Linked DNA regions of Hermetia illucens: region 1 is linked to region 2. Evidence: chromatin contacts called from public Hi-C data. All regions are on one chromosome and are shown on one strand. Each heading gives the region's core, a stretch centred on a gene start, on an enhancer-like site or on the middle of the called end of the contact. The rest is flanking DNA. Distances are from core to core; before and after follow the strand shown. Region 1 holds the start of LOC119659399 (protein spartin). Region 2 holds the start of LOC119658948 (small G protein signaling modulator 3 homolog).

What was found. Hi-C and Micro-C count contacts between places; a contact is called where the count stands out from the background.
Region 1: a contact with region 2 is called in a Hi-C map of an unstated tissue, with 6 times the contacts expected there. The contact joins the promoter of LOC119659399 here to the promoter of LOC119658948 in region 2. A contact is called at or near these places in 2 of 2 Hi-C or Micro-C datasets (an unstated tissue and whole body).

What each region holds. Positions count from the first base shown.
Region 1 is chr6:56,717,174-56,723,654 of iHerIll2.2.curated.20191125, forward strand. LOC119659399 (protein spartin) reads left to right here and starts at 1,442. Exons shown (of 5, transcript XM_038067467.1): 1 at 1,442-1,630; 2 at 2,535-3,083; 3 at 3,148-3,948; 4 at 4,131-4,261; 5 at 4,337-4,850. The coding sequence starts at 2,562. The coding sequence ends at 4,574.
Region 2 is chr6:56,585,756-56,592,477 of iHerIll2.2.curated.20191125, forward strand. LOC119658948 (small G protein signaling modulator 3 homolog) reads right to left here and starts at 2,296. Exons shown (of 4, transcript XM_038066820.1): 1 at 2,074-2,296; 2 at 1,026-1,987; 3 at 475-961. The coding sequence starts at 2,142. It overlaps LOC119658947 (ATP-binding cassette sub-family B member 6, mitochondrial), which reads left to right and starts at 2,590. Exons shown (of 8, transcript XM_038066818.1): 1 at 2,590-3,000.

The DNA.
Region 1 (6,481 bases), core at 192-2,691, 130 kb after region 2:
ATTCAAATAAACTTACTAATAGTATATAACCAACTTTTAGAAATTGACTGAAAACCCCCTTAAGTTTATCCTAAGACCCCTATCATCGGGGTAGAGGACAGTATCGCGTATACGCGTGCCAAGTTTCGTGGAAATGAGGCTATTACTGTCAAAGTTATAGCAGTTTAAACTTATCAATTTCATGCAAATAAAATGCTGACGTCATAATTTTTGTATCTGTTGTTAGTTAACTTGCTAATAACATTAAATTCCTAGTGTGAAGCGTATGAGGTTGACTGTTATCAATACAATCCTTTCCAGATCAAATTGTTTGCGTAAATGGCTTTTTAAAAAATAGATTGCAATGGAATTTTTAACTGTTTACACACAGAACTGTCATACACTCATCATTCCTAACATAAGGAAACACAAAACCTTTTATACCTGATGCGTCTAGCAGTTACGATGTATATATATAGTACCTTTTTCTCGATGAATTGTCAAGAAATGGGCGAATTAAGCAAGGGGATGCTTAAATAGGGCAGAAGTCCAATAGCGCGGGTCTCACCGACACCGTCTGATATGTTATTTCCTCATGTGTGCGCATGGGTCTTAATTTTTTTTTTGTTGGCATGCGCGCGAATGAGCTGTTCTGGTTTCTCTATTTTAATTCATAACTAACCGCAATTTTTCCTCAAAGCTATGCATTTTAGTGAGTCCAAAACAATACGTTAAAAAAATTAAGCTGTGGGGATGACGTGAGGGAGATTGAATTATCCAACTTTTCGAATCCGACTAGTATGTTGACTTTCAGGGAAGCTACTCTTATGCTCGCTAACATACCCGAAATTCAAACCGAAACGGTGATTACTTTCCCCAGATTATGTTGAATGAAATAGCGGAACAAGTGAAGAATGTAGATTGTTTCGATTCTTGTTATCATTGAATTAAAGATATGTTTACATTGAAACGGCGATTGCAACGGATTTATATGTATATCCCAGGAACGTTTGTACGACGAGCCTGTTCGAATAAATTTCTGTGTTTTTTTTTTTGCTTCAAATGGTACATATAAAATATTTCCCAAAGTGACTTCCCATATGGTAGCTGCGTAATTTACTTTTTTTCTAAAAATTCTACAAACTCACTTTATACTGCATAATTTCCTCCATACGGATTTGTTATGCCAACGTGACGTCACAATAGGTTCGGCCGGGCTTGACTTTCCGGAGCGTTTTTATATGTTTAAATTAACGCACTTTGTAATCGATTTTTGCCATCAAAAAGTGATTCTACAAAATAGTACAATTAATAAGAAGCTGTATTCTATCTGGTCAACAAAAGAAAAAGAAAGTGCAAGCTACCAATTGCATAGCAAATGGTTTTATCAGCCACTGTAAATACTTGCACTTGCTTCAAAACAAACGTTATCAACAGCTGTATCGTGACGTCACCAGATTCATTGGGTAAATTCCTTAAGATGTCAAAACATCAAGTCCCGCAGGGTGCGAGGTGGTAGTCCAATTGACTGTTGTTTACGCTCGTTTCCTTCCGAGCGACCATTGCTGCCATTGATTCATAGCGCACGTTGCTCCGAACTGCTGTCCCGAATTTGGAGTGAAGTAAACGAAGGTAAATCAACATTAATTCCGTGAGTAATAGCCTGTGAAGTTTCCCTGCAGAAAAATAGATTCTGCACCGACATTAATTGAGTTTTGCTTTTTCCGCTGGCTTAAGCACGATATGATTACTGTTCCCAATTTAATGGCGGGTAGGGGAGTAGCTCTTATGGCTGTATTGCTCCTGCGAATCGTAATTAGATTCAGTTTGTTTATACCCGTGGCGCTGGGCTGCATCATTGGCATTTGACCCGTAAATGACTAATTTCGCAATTTGGAATTCAATTTCAATCTCGGCGCTTGAGTGTGCAGGAAGTAGAGTGGTGTGATATAGTGGCTATGAGTTTTTGGATACGTGTTCCCCAATGGGTTGGCATACAAAAACGCGTGAAGGAGCAAGTGCTGACCTCAGTATTCGAGAGCAAAGTTTCGGTGTCGGTGCCCACTTTCAGCACAAAGTCCAGATCTGTCGAATGGAACGGGCTCTTCATTAAGCGCTTTAAAAAGTCGTCAATTCTAGAGTTAACAGAAGCTTCTATTTCAATTAAGGAAGTGACCTTGATATTTCTCCCTTTGTTTAGGTTTGTCGTCAGAATCATAACAACGTCCCTCGCGTGCTTATCTGTCGGCGGTTGAGTACTAACCGGTCATTGCAACTCGGCTCCACGACGCAGTTGGCTAGTCCAATCGAATCAAGCGCTGTAGGTGAGATGATAGATCCAGGAGCTCTCATTTATCTGTAATCCAATTAATGCCACCTCGGATTCCACTGAAAAATGAGTCATTCCCCACAAAATTAGTTTCATCTTTGCGCACTGATAAGAATGTTTAGAAATTGATATCAAATGCGAGAAATAAGCCTCTGGCTTTGTGGTGTCTAGTCAGAAGCTGTTTGCTTACTTGTGGTTAATTGCACTTTCCGTTTTTTTCTTCCAGTGATTCCAAGCCAACTGAGCTTCCAAAATGTCCGCAGACGATGACTTCATATCAACATTCGATAAAATCAAATGCAAGCATGATGAGGCATTCCACTTGGTTGACGATGCCATCAAGCAAGAGGAGGAAGATCATCCTCATCACGCCCTAAACCTCTACAAAATGGCTGTCGAGGCAATTGACGAGACGCTTGCAATTCCCGTAAAGGTACCTGAGAACATGGAATTGGTGCGATCTGAGTGGGACAATGCATGCCGTATGATCCATAAAATTAAACGCGCCCGAGCAGAACTCGTTCAGAGGATCGGGGTTTTAAGCGAAAAACAAAACGCGGCTGGGAACGCCACTTCAGTCACAAGCTCGAACGCAAGCGCTACAAATGGGACTGACACACAGCAAAGCAGACCTCGAACTTACTCTGAGCTAGCCCAGGCGTTGCGAGACATGAAATGCACTGGCGAAGGAATTGAGTCATTAGAATTGTTGTTCTCGTGTGAGGGCGTTAAGCTCTACTACATAAAGCCAAATGGACTCGTTACAACTGCTCTGGTAACTTTCACTTCGTATATGATAGGAAATCGGCAAGACAAATTAGTTTTTCTCCTAATTTCAGGAAGACTCCGTCCTACGAATCGTACGCATGGAAAAAGACGAGAAGAAACTTCTGAGTGCAACGTTTTTCATACAAATTATCAAAACCTCTGAAGCCATCCGCATACAAAACGTTGAAAACATTCCCTCTCCCGTCACTCAAGAATCTGGAGCCGCGTCTACAGAGACTTCTGTATCCTTACCAAATGAGAGCAACGCTCAAAGTACAGAGATGCGCAAACTGAAGTCGGACAACTCATGGATATACCCACTCATTCCGGGCGTATCTCCATGTTTCCGCACCGAATTCGGTGCTTTCATTCTCCCTGATCTTGAAGCAACTGAAACCGGATCCTCATTTGGCATAGTGGTCCCAAAGGATTCCGGTGCTGATGAAATCGTCTTAGAAATTCTTGAACAAATACTGCACGGGGTCGTCATCCAGTCAGCCGAAGCCCCTTCCCCCGCCGACCTCAGCACTCAGGTGTCATCTAAAATCGTGCGAGGTGCCTGCTTTGTTTCACAGAATTTGGTTAAAGGCGCTGAGAAAGCAGGCCAATTGATGTCATCCTCCACTCCTTATTTGATATCGAAAATTCGACCAGCTACCCAGGATTCTCCAGTCTCCCCAAATGTTCAAAATTCCGTGGTGATTGCAAAGAATGTCAGCAGCACGGCCGTTGGAATAACGGGGTTCATTGTAGAAAAGGTGGGCTCAGCGACTATGGCACTAGGTCGGTTCCTAGCGCCACACATTCAGACTCACGGCTCGACTCTACTATCAAAAGGCTTCGGAATGGACGAGGCAACGGCTCAACAGAAGGTACGTTCCGAGAAAAAGTAGTTTGAGTTGTAGATGATTCCCTGGTCTAATATGTAACATATCCTGTTCTAACTGCATGATCGCAACAAGTTCGTACCAATAAATGTATTTACTCTAAGACTACGTAAGCCTTTTATCTCCCATAAAGCCTCCTCCTCTTGTTTGCCGACTTGGCATTTCAGATGTCCGACGTTCTTACAATCGCCGCGGGAGCCGTTGAAGGATTTGGAACTATTTACGCTGGCCTCGAACAATCGGCTTCGATTCTAGGAAAAAATTTAAGTGAAAACTCAGTAAAAATTATTGAACACAAGTACGTTCTCCGTTATGCAACTAAGTCGATGCAAAACTCTCACTTATTCAGTTGCTTTCAATCCATTTCAAACAGGTATGGCTCCTCAGCAGGTTCTTTGGCTTCCGAAACCTTCGACACGGTAGGAAATGTAATCAACTTAACACAAAACGTGAACAGCATCACGCCTAAAGGGATAGCAAAACGAACAGCGAAAAATGCCGGCCGAGCGATTGTAGAGGATTACAGGCCGCGGCTACAAAGTAACAATGTCGTGCCAGCTGGAGCCTTGTATCCTGATTTGTCGGGACTGCAGGCCAAGATTCAACAGTGATTTGTCATTATTCTCAGCTTAATAACGGAAGTGGATATCTTAATTTAATTTAGACTGAATTCATTGATATTATTTTTTCGCATGCAATTAACTCAAGTGTTGGATCTTTTGCATGCTTTCTCCCTGCTTTCCACACATTGTCGAATATTGTAAGCATTGTTTGCATTTGCACTGTAATCGTTGTGAAACTACCAAGCTATTGAAAATATATAAAAAAGTGTGTCTATTTAAAGTTAAACTGTGGGTGTAATAAAAGTGATTTATTTTTGGGAAACATGCTCAATTTTTCTCCAATTTCATTCCTACCTAGTTTCCACAATTGTTTACGCTCGCCTTTTCGGAATTTTTAAATATGCATATAACTCGGAGCTAGGAAAATCGGAAAATTTACAACTGATTTGAAAGATCCTAGTTCATGCCACCGCCAAACATTTATACATCAATATATTAAAAAATAAGTTCAATCGGTTCTAAATCGTATCAACCAATTAAACAAGTCGGAATGCCGGAAGCTCGCGCTTCAGGTATAAAGGTTTTGTGTTCATCTTATGTGAGAAACTTCTACGCACATTTTTTCATCCGTATATAGCTGCAAATCCAACATATTCCTTCATATTTTTCCAAATAGACATGGATATTATCCTGACCCGAAACAAACAAATTACCTATTACCGAATACTGTAGATACAAATGCACGTACATATAAATTGGTTGTACCCATATTTCCGACTTACTTCGTGCACAAAAGCATACAGATGTGCATATATAGTACGTAAATTGAATATAACCAAATATATCGACGAAATTGATAAGACTGACTAGGCTGACTTGACGCACATTAAAGCATCAGGTTCACTCTCAAGACCATTCCACATCAACAACGTTCTACGACAAGGGGATGCCCTATCATGCGTCCTCTTTAACCTGGCCCTCGAGAAAGTGATCCGTGATGGTGAGGTAAATGCAAGAGGTACGATCCTCTTTAAGTCCAGCCAACTACTGGCCTAACCTGACGACATCGACATCATGGGAAGAACGACCCGAGACGTGCAAACTGCTTTCATCCAGATCGAGCAAGCAGCAAGAGATCAATGAAGACAAGATAAAATATATAATGGTAACGTCAGCACCGAAAACCAACCAACCGACAACATCAAACCGCATCAAAAGGGAAGAATAAAGATAGGAGACTACGACTTTGAGACCGTTGATAATTTCTCCTATCTAGGGTCGAAAATCACAACTGATAATAGTTACGATGATGAAATCCGCGTTGTTGGCAGCCAACAGAGCCTATTTCAGCTACAAAAATCGTTTCGCTCGAAACGTCTCACCATAGGGTCAAAGCTCTTATTGTACAAGACAATGATCTTGTCAGTCCTCATGTATTCCTCGAAGACTTGGGTTCTTAGCAAGAAAAATTGCGAACTCTTGGCCGCGTTCAAAAGAAGAGTCCTCCGAAGAATTTTTGGCCCCCTACATGAGGATGGATGATTCCGTAGCCTACATAACGACAAAATCTATGAGCGATACCATGATCGTCAGGTTGTGGATAAAATCCGGCTCAATAGGTTACGGGCCACTTAATCCGTGTGGATAAGTATGATCCCGCCCGGAAAGTCTATAAGGGCAATATCTATGGTAAAAAAAGAATACGAGGCAGACCCTGCCTAATATGGAGCGATGGTGTAGGTCAGGACACCAGACAGCTTTTAGGGATATCGAATTGGTGGACCCCGGCGCAAACCTGGGATGTCTGGAGTTCCTTATTAAGGCAGGCCTAGACCGGATACCGGTTGTTGCACCGTTGATGATAATGATTGTGTACGTGTATAATATAATATAAGCCGCTCATTGAAATAAAGTTAATTTAGATATAACTGAATGTAAGCCGTTGTAAGGGGTTG
Region 2 (6,722 bases), core at 1,046-3,545:
CAACTCTAAGGCACAACAATTCACTGGGAAACCACTTATTTTATAACGAATGAAACTATAATAGTAAGTTTGACCAGTCTTTCATTCTTGGAGTCATGGCGGATTTTGCTAGGTATAGGATTTCTAACTCAAGGCTTGATTGCATTATTTATGCCACAGTTACACGTTTTTTACCCTTCATTGATGTGATTGTTGTCGGCTAACAGAAGTTCTACGTGATCAATTAGTAAGAGTTTTTTCCAAAAATTTACTGCTTACTTATCAGCTAGTCTGCCTCCTGTTTGTTCGCTTGTCTTTTGTAATGGTTTTTGTTGTTTTAGAAAACATCGACGGCTACACGCTAGGCAGGTAATGAACTGTTTATATTGGTTCGTCTAATAAACCACAACAAACGTTGCGTCGAAAAAAGCAACCAACCTCGGAGTACATAATGCAAGTTCAATAGGGTGAAAAATAGTCAAAATTCCAACTTACCTGCAGCTTTGGTTCTATCGTCAAAAAATGTCTTGCCACTTTCAAAATCGCCTCCCTGAGATCAACCAGAATCTCTGTCTGTCGAATGTTTTTGTTTTTTACATCGTCCTCCATTTCGTTGCCTCCAAACATGAGAGCTTGCAGCATGGATTTGTTCTTTTTCACCTGTCGTCTCACTAAATGTTGCTTGGGCAAGTTTGGATTTGATTCTGGATTCCCCACCAGAGCTCCGTGGTCGGCCATAAGATAAGCCAAGTGTCGACGTCGATGTGTCTCGATTACTGTGCGGCTTAGCGACCCTCCGACTTCAGAGGAGACTTGAAACAGAACTTCAACGTCATCAATTTCACCGGGAATGTCTGAGAGTGAGTTGAAGATCTGAGCAGAATTTTCAAGGACTTTGAGCGCGTCTTCTTTGATTTTCAGCATTCCAAGGGTAATTTGGAATAGGACGATTGAGCCATCATAGAAGAACCAGTCCCAAATTCTTTAAAAGAAAGAAATCATTAGTTTTGATTGAAAGTTGGATTCGGCTGAATTGAAGAACAGACCTTAATAGAATCTTCATGTGGACGACATTCGCGAAAATCGTCAGAAACCAGTGCAACGTGATCAGAGAGAGTTCGATGTCATGGCATTTAAGGGTATCATCAACTGAGGACAAGTAGTTCGCAATCAATGTTTGTAATACTCGCTGATCAGCCTGGATGCCCAGCAGGGTTGACGAGTAATATGAGGCCGGGAGCAGGTCCTCCACGATTGTGGCAAGCATCCAAAAGGCATTTTCCTCCTCCATGAACAGCAGTAGAGAGGCGGCAATCACACCTGTCCCCTGGCAGTAACCGATATCAGGAAAAAGCCAGGCAATACCACGTAGGATTCTTCGCAGGCGAGGGATTCCTGTCCCATTTGGACTGCTGAAGCAGGCATTCGTTGGCAGAATTCGCAACAGATCTTTCTCGATTTGTTTGGACGTCATCAAGGCATCATTGCTGGACGTTTTAACGACATCTTTGTAGGATATTTCCGAGTTGAGCTTTTTCTGTAGAGCACCCGATAAACGCATCCACATCTGCGGTCGCAGTGAGTGTGGAATTCCTTCACGGACCATGTTTCGTAGTTTCTCTGTACGGGGCAGTACAATGTCGATGTTCTCCCACGTCAGTTCACTTGCTTCCTTATTATGCGAGAATTCCAGGTGGGCGATCCACTGCAAGCGATGTGGTGGGTCCTCAATAAACGGAATGCCTAAAAGTTTCTTGGAATTTTGCTCGGGGCCATCCTCCTCTTCCACTCGGAAGCCGAATTCATCGAAACGGTAATCTGGCTGGTCATTTGGATCGTCCGACTCTGGCTGACCCAGTTTCGCCAAAATATCTTGTGGCCACATTGATGGTGTTAAAGCCGAGAACGGGCCACCGGGCGAAGGTCGCAAGCCATCAACGACGCTCAGTTCGTCCGTAGCTTCCGGGAAGTCGTTATCATCCTCTGATATCGCTGTCTCTAATTTGCGCTGTTGAACGTAACATTACCAGACAATCGATTAGGGGAGAAATACTTTTCATCGTGGGCGAGATATGAAGATTTTGGAGTACTTACGGCATGTTCCTCTTTGCCCACGTAGCCTTCGTGGTCGCGCGAGCCAAATAACTGCTTTGCCATCTCCATTACACTCGGCAGGACCCGTACGTGCAACTCCCCCACAAGCAATTTAAAGAAAATCTACGCTAAATAAATAAAATCTGTTGCCGTCTTGACATTTGCGGAGATTGTAGCTTGTGTTCCTGTTTTTTTCGTTTCTCTGCATAGGTGTCAGGTGAACGTCACTGATGTCAGAATTGGTAGTAGTCATATGGTCGATGACGTCATCGTTTTCGGAAACTTCTGTTTGTTTACAAATGAGTAATGACTAGAGACCGGTTTAAAATGTTGTTACATCATTACCACGACCTTCCATCAAAGCGGAGAAGAGGAATCACATATGAAAACTTATAATATTCTATCAAAAGTAGAGAAGAACGTAAAACTCTACATAAATCTTTACATCGGGCACCCCTAGTGGGCTTGCTGTACAGGAAAGTCATTTGTCAAAAGGCCATTGTCCGAAAATGTTTCGGATTGTCAGGGCATCCCAATAATAAGTGTCATAATCAAGTGTTTTGTACTATTCGGTACTGGGTTGTGCACACGAAAAAGTATCGTGTGCAGTTTGGCTTAATTTTGACGTATTATTCTGCTTCGAAACTGATTTTAACATATTCAGATAGAATATGTACTCTCGGCCTAGTGAATTATTCGCCGCGGAGTGAAATATTTGTAGTTCAATTTCGCCGGGGCTGAGAAGTGCAGTGGATATTCAACTCCAAAATTGTTCTCAGTAAGTTTTTTCTGAAGCAATTTATTGTTGAGTTAATTTCGGAGCAGTGCAAATAAGTCTTGTGATATTGTGTTGTACGTGTTAATCAAATTAACTGCGTATCAAGGAGTAGTAGCGCCGTTTCGAGGAATTATGAAATAGAGGAGGAAGTGAGTGGCGTAAACAACCCTTCTACTGTGTAAGTTAGTAGTTTTGAGGAAGTTAGGATTGGAGATAGTGCTAAGTCATAGCGAAGAAATGGGTCTACGCGACCGCCCTTGTGGCTAACGAGCGGGGGAGCGACTTTACCCGAAATCGCCAAATGATTGTATCATTTGATTTATCGGTTTGTCTGGCTAAAGTTGCCGCATGTCTGCATGCATGTATAAATATTGAATTACAAAAAATCTATTGTTTACCGTACGATGTGCAGGCTTTTGTGGGATTGTGAGGTTCAGTGTTAGATACCGCAGACATTTTTTTCTGCTTGCTCAGCACTACCCGGCGTTTGCTTTCGCGATTTCAATGATTACTTTACGTGAATAAACGTTTAGAAGGGTATAGCAGTGTTAGTGGAATATCTCATCAATAACATCGCTCCGTTTTTTGACAATGTGAGAAGCCTGGGTTTTCCCTGACTGCCTTGCGCCAAGTTTTTCAAGGGCAACATATTCGTTGACCGTCCTGAGATTAGGAAGGGCGGGGGGGCTAGTTCCAAAAATCACATTTACCGAAACGTCTTTTTTCAGGAAAGGCAAAAAATTGATTCCCAAGAATCCTGTGTATTAAATTAACCCGAAATTGTTTTAGACTATAGTTTGGATGTTCCAAAATTGTTGGTGAAAATTGTTTGTTTTCAACCCTACAGAGGGGTTTTGCACCCCAATAAGTGTTGGATCATGAGAGTTTTGAGATCAAGGCTGCTGTTTTGTCCGAAAATCGAAGACACTATTATCAGGTTTGGCGGTTTAATTCGTGCATAGTTTAAATGTATTTACTAAAACCAGTCGTACGTTAAAGTATGGCATTCGATGTTCATCCTGCCGAGACAAAGAGGGAAATCTGATTTCCGACAGAATGGGCATATTGGAGCGATGGGTTGAGTATTTTGATGCTGAGTTGCTGAGTACAATCTATAAGATATTCTCCTATATCTTACTAGGCCGGATAGCCCTATACGCCCAGAACATCATTGGCCTATACCAAAGAGGCTTCAATCCAGACAATTCAGCAACAGATCAGACTTTCTCTCTGCGGCGAACAATGGAAAAACTGTTGGAATATGGACATCAGTTGCACCATCTTTTCATCAATTTTAAAGCCGCCTGTGACCGCATAGCCAGGGTAAAACTGTACACGGCCATGAGAGAATTCAGTATCCCAACGAAGTTGATAAGACTGACTAGGATGACCTTGACCAATGTGCGAGGCTAGATAAAAGCAACAGGATCACTCTCGAGATCATTCAACATTAACAACGGTCTACGACCAGGGGATGACCTATCATGCGTCCTCTTCAACCTGGCCCTGGAAAAAGTGATTCGCGATGCCGATGTAAATGCGAGAGCCACCATCCCCTTCAAATCCACCTAACTACTGGCCTACGTTGAAGATATCTACATCATGGGAAGAACAACCCGAGATGTCAGTCTACCTTCATCCAGATCGAGCAGGCGGCGCGAGATCTTGGGCTGCACATTAATGAAAACAAGACGAAGTATATGGTCGCAACGGTAGCGCCAAAGCCAAAAGCACGAACAACATAGAATCGCACTGGTCAAACGAAAACAATGAAGATGTGGCGCAGCGGGGTTGGGGTTTAACTTTCTGGAGAAGAAGCTCAACGGCTGCCAGACTTGATTCACCTTTTGGTGAAGAGCAGCACCTACTGCCATATCAGAGGCATCAACAAAAACGAGGAAATGCAGCACCAGCCAGTTGTCGGGATTTATCAAACGCGCGGACAGCCTCTTCAGACGACACAATCTCTCGTGTGTTCTTTTTTTTTTGGGCCAGACGAGCACGTTTTCAAAACGGACTTGTGTTGGGCGGTCTTGTGCAGGAAACGACAATAGAAGTTTAGCATGCCCAAGAACCTCCGCAAATCCTTCACAGTTTTCGGGCGCGGAAAGCTGGTAATTGAGGAAGAAGCGACCAAAACATCATCCAAATATACGAAACAGAAGTCGAGGTTTCGCAAGAACGAGTGAATTAACCTTTGAAAGGTTTGCGCCGCATTGTACAACCCGAAAGTCATCTGTGTGAACTCGAAGAGTCCAAAGGGTGTGCATATTGCCGTCTTTGAAATGTCTTCTGGATTTGGTGATACGCCTTGGTTAAATCCAAGGTCGAAAAGATGCGCCAGTTTGCGAGATGATGCGCAAAGTCGTGTATGAGTGAAATAGGATATCGGTCTGGAACAGTCTGTGCGTTTAGCCTTCTGTAATCTCCACGGGGGCGCCATTCATCATTTGGCTTAGGGACCATATGGAGTGAGGAAGACGCAGATACTCTGTTGCATAAGATGTTCGAATTCTTTTCTTGCAATAGCCAGCTTCTGGGGTGGTAGGAGACGCACCTTTGAGAAAGTAGGGAAACCAGTAGTGTTAATGTGATGCTGCATATTGTGCTTCACTGGCTAAGGGAGACTACATTCCGGGCTGAACTTTTGGAGAAGTGCCCGAACACGGAGAGTCAGTAATGTCCTCCAAAAGTACGGAAAGTTTGTTGTTAGGAAGAGATGAGATTTGGCCTGACGAATTAAGGTTGGTTGTGGAGTCTATAAGGAACCTGTTCTGCAAGTCCACCAGCAACCCATATTGACACAAGAAGTCTGCGGCTAAAATGGGGAAGTTGGCATCCGCCAGGATGAATCGACACGGGAACGTTCTACGCAAGCCAAGACTCACGTCCACTTGTCTGTGCTCTTAGGTGTTAATGTGCGAGGAATTTTCCGCCGCAAGTTTCAAAGGTTGAAAAAATAGCTGGTGATGCCGGGGCACGGGGAGAACCGAAACCTCCGCACCAGTATCTACTGAGAGAGTCATAAATTTTCGTTTTGAGAATGAGTCATAAATTGTTAGGAGACGTGGCGAAGCCTTCTGGGTGGCCGTCGCCAGTATCCCCCGCGGACCTAGTTTTTTGAGGTAGGCGCAAATTTACACGGGATCGTACATCTGGTGGCTTTTTCGACCAAATCCAGGCCTACTCCGCCACGGAGAACACCGGTGGTGGCAACTGTCAATCGAATTAACAACATTCGAAATAAATTTCGAGTGTTGTTAACCCCGCTGCGGCACAAAGATAGGAGACTACAACTGTGAGACCGTTGATAATTTCTCCTATCTAGGGTCGAAAATCACAACCGATAACAGCTATGACGATGAAATCGGCGCACGGTTGTTGGTAGCCAACAGAGCCTATTTCAGCTTACAAAATTGTGTCGCTCGAAACGTCTCACCATAGGGTCAAAGCTCTTGCCGTACAAGACTATGATCTTGCCAGTCCTTATGTATTCCTCGGAGACTTGGGTTCTTAACAAACAAACTGCGAACTCTTGGCCGCGTTCGAGAGAAGAATCCTCCGAAGAATCTTTGGCCCCCTACATGAGGATGGACGACTCCGTAGCCTACATAACGGCGAAATCTATGAGCGATACCACGACCGTTGTGGATAAAATCCGGCTCAACAGGTTGCGGTGGGCGGGTCACTTAATCCGTGTGGATGAGAAGGAGCCCGCGAAGTCTATAAGGGCAATATCTATGGTAGAAAAAGAAGACGTAGCAGACGCTGCCTGAGTTGGAGCCTTGGCGTAGGTCAGGATGCCAGACAGCTTTTAGGGATATGGAATTGGTGGACCTCGGCGCAAAACCGGAGTGTCTGGAGTTCCCTA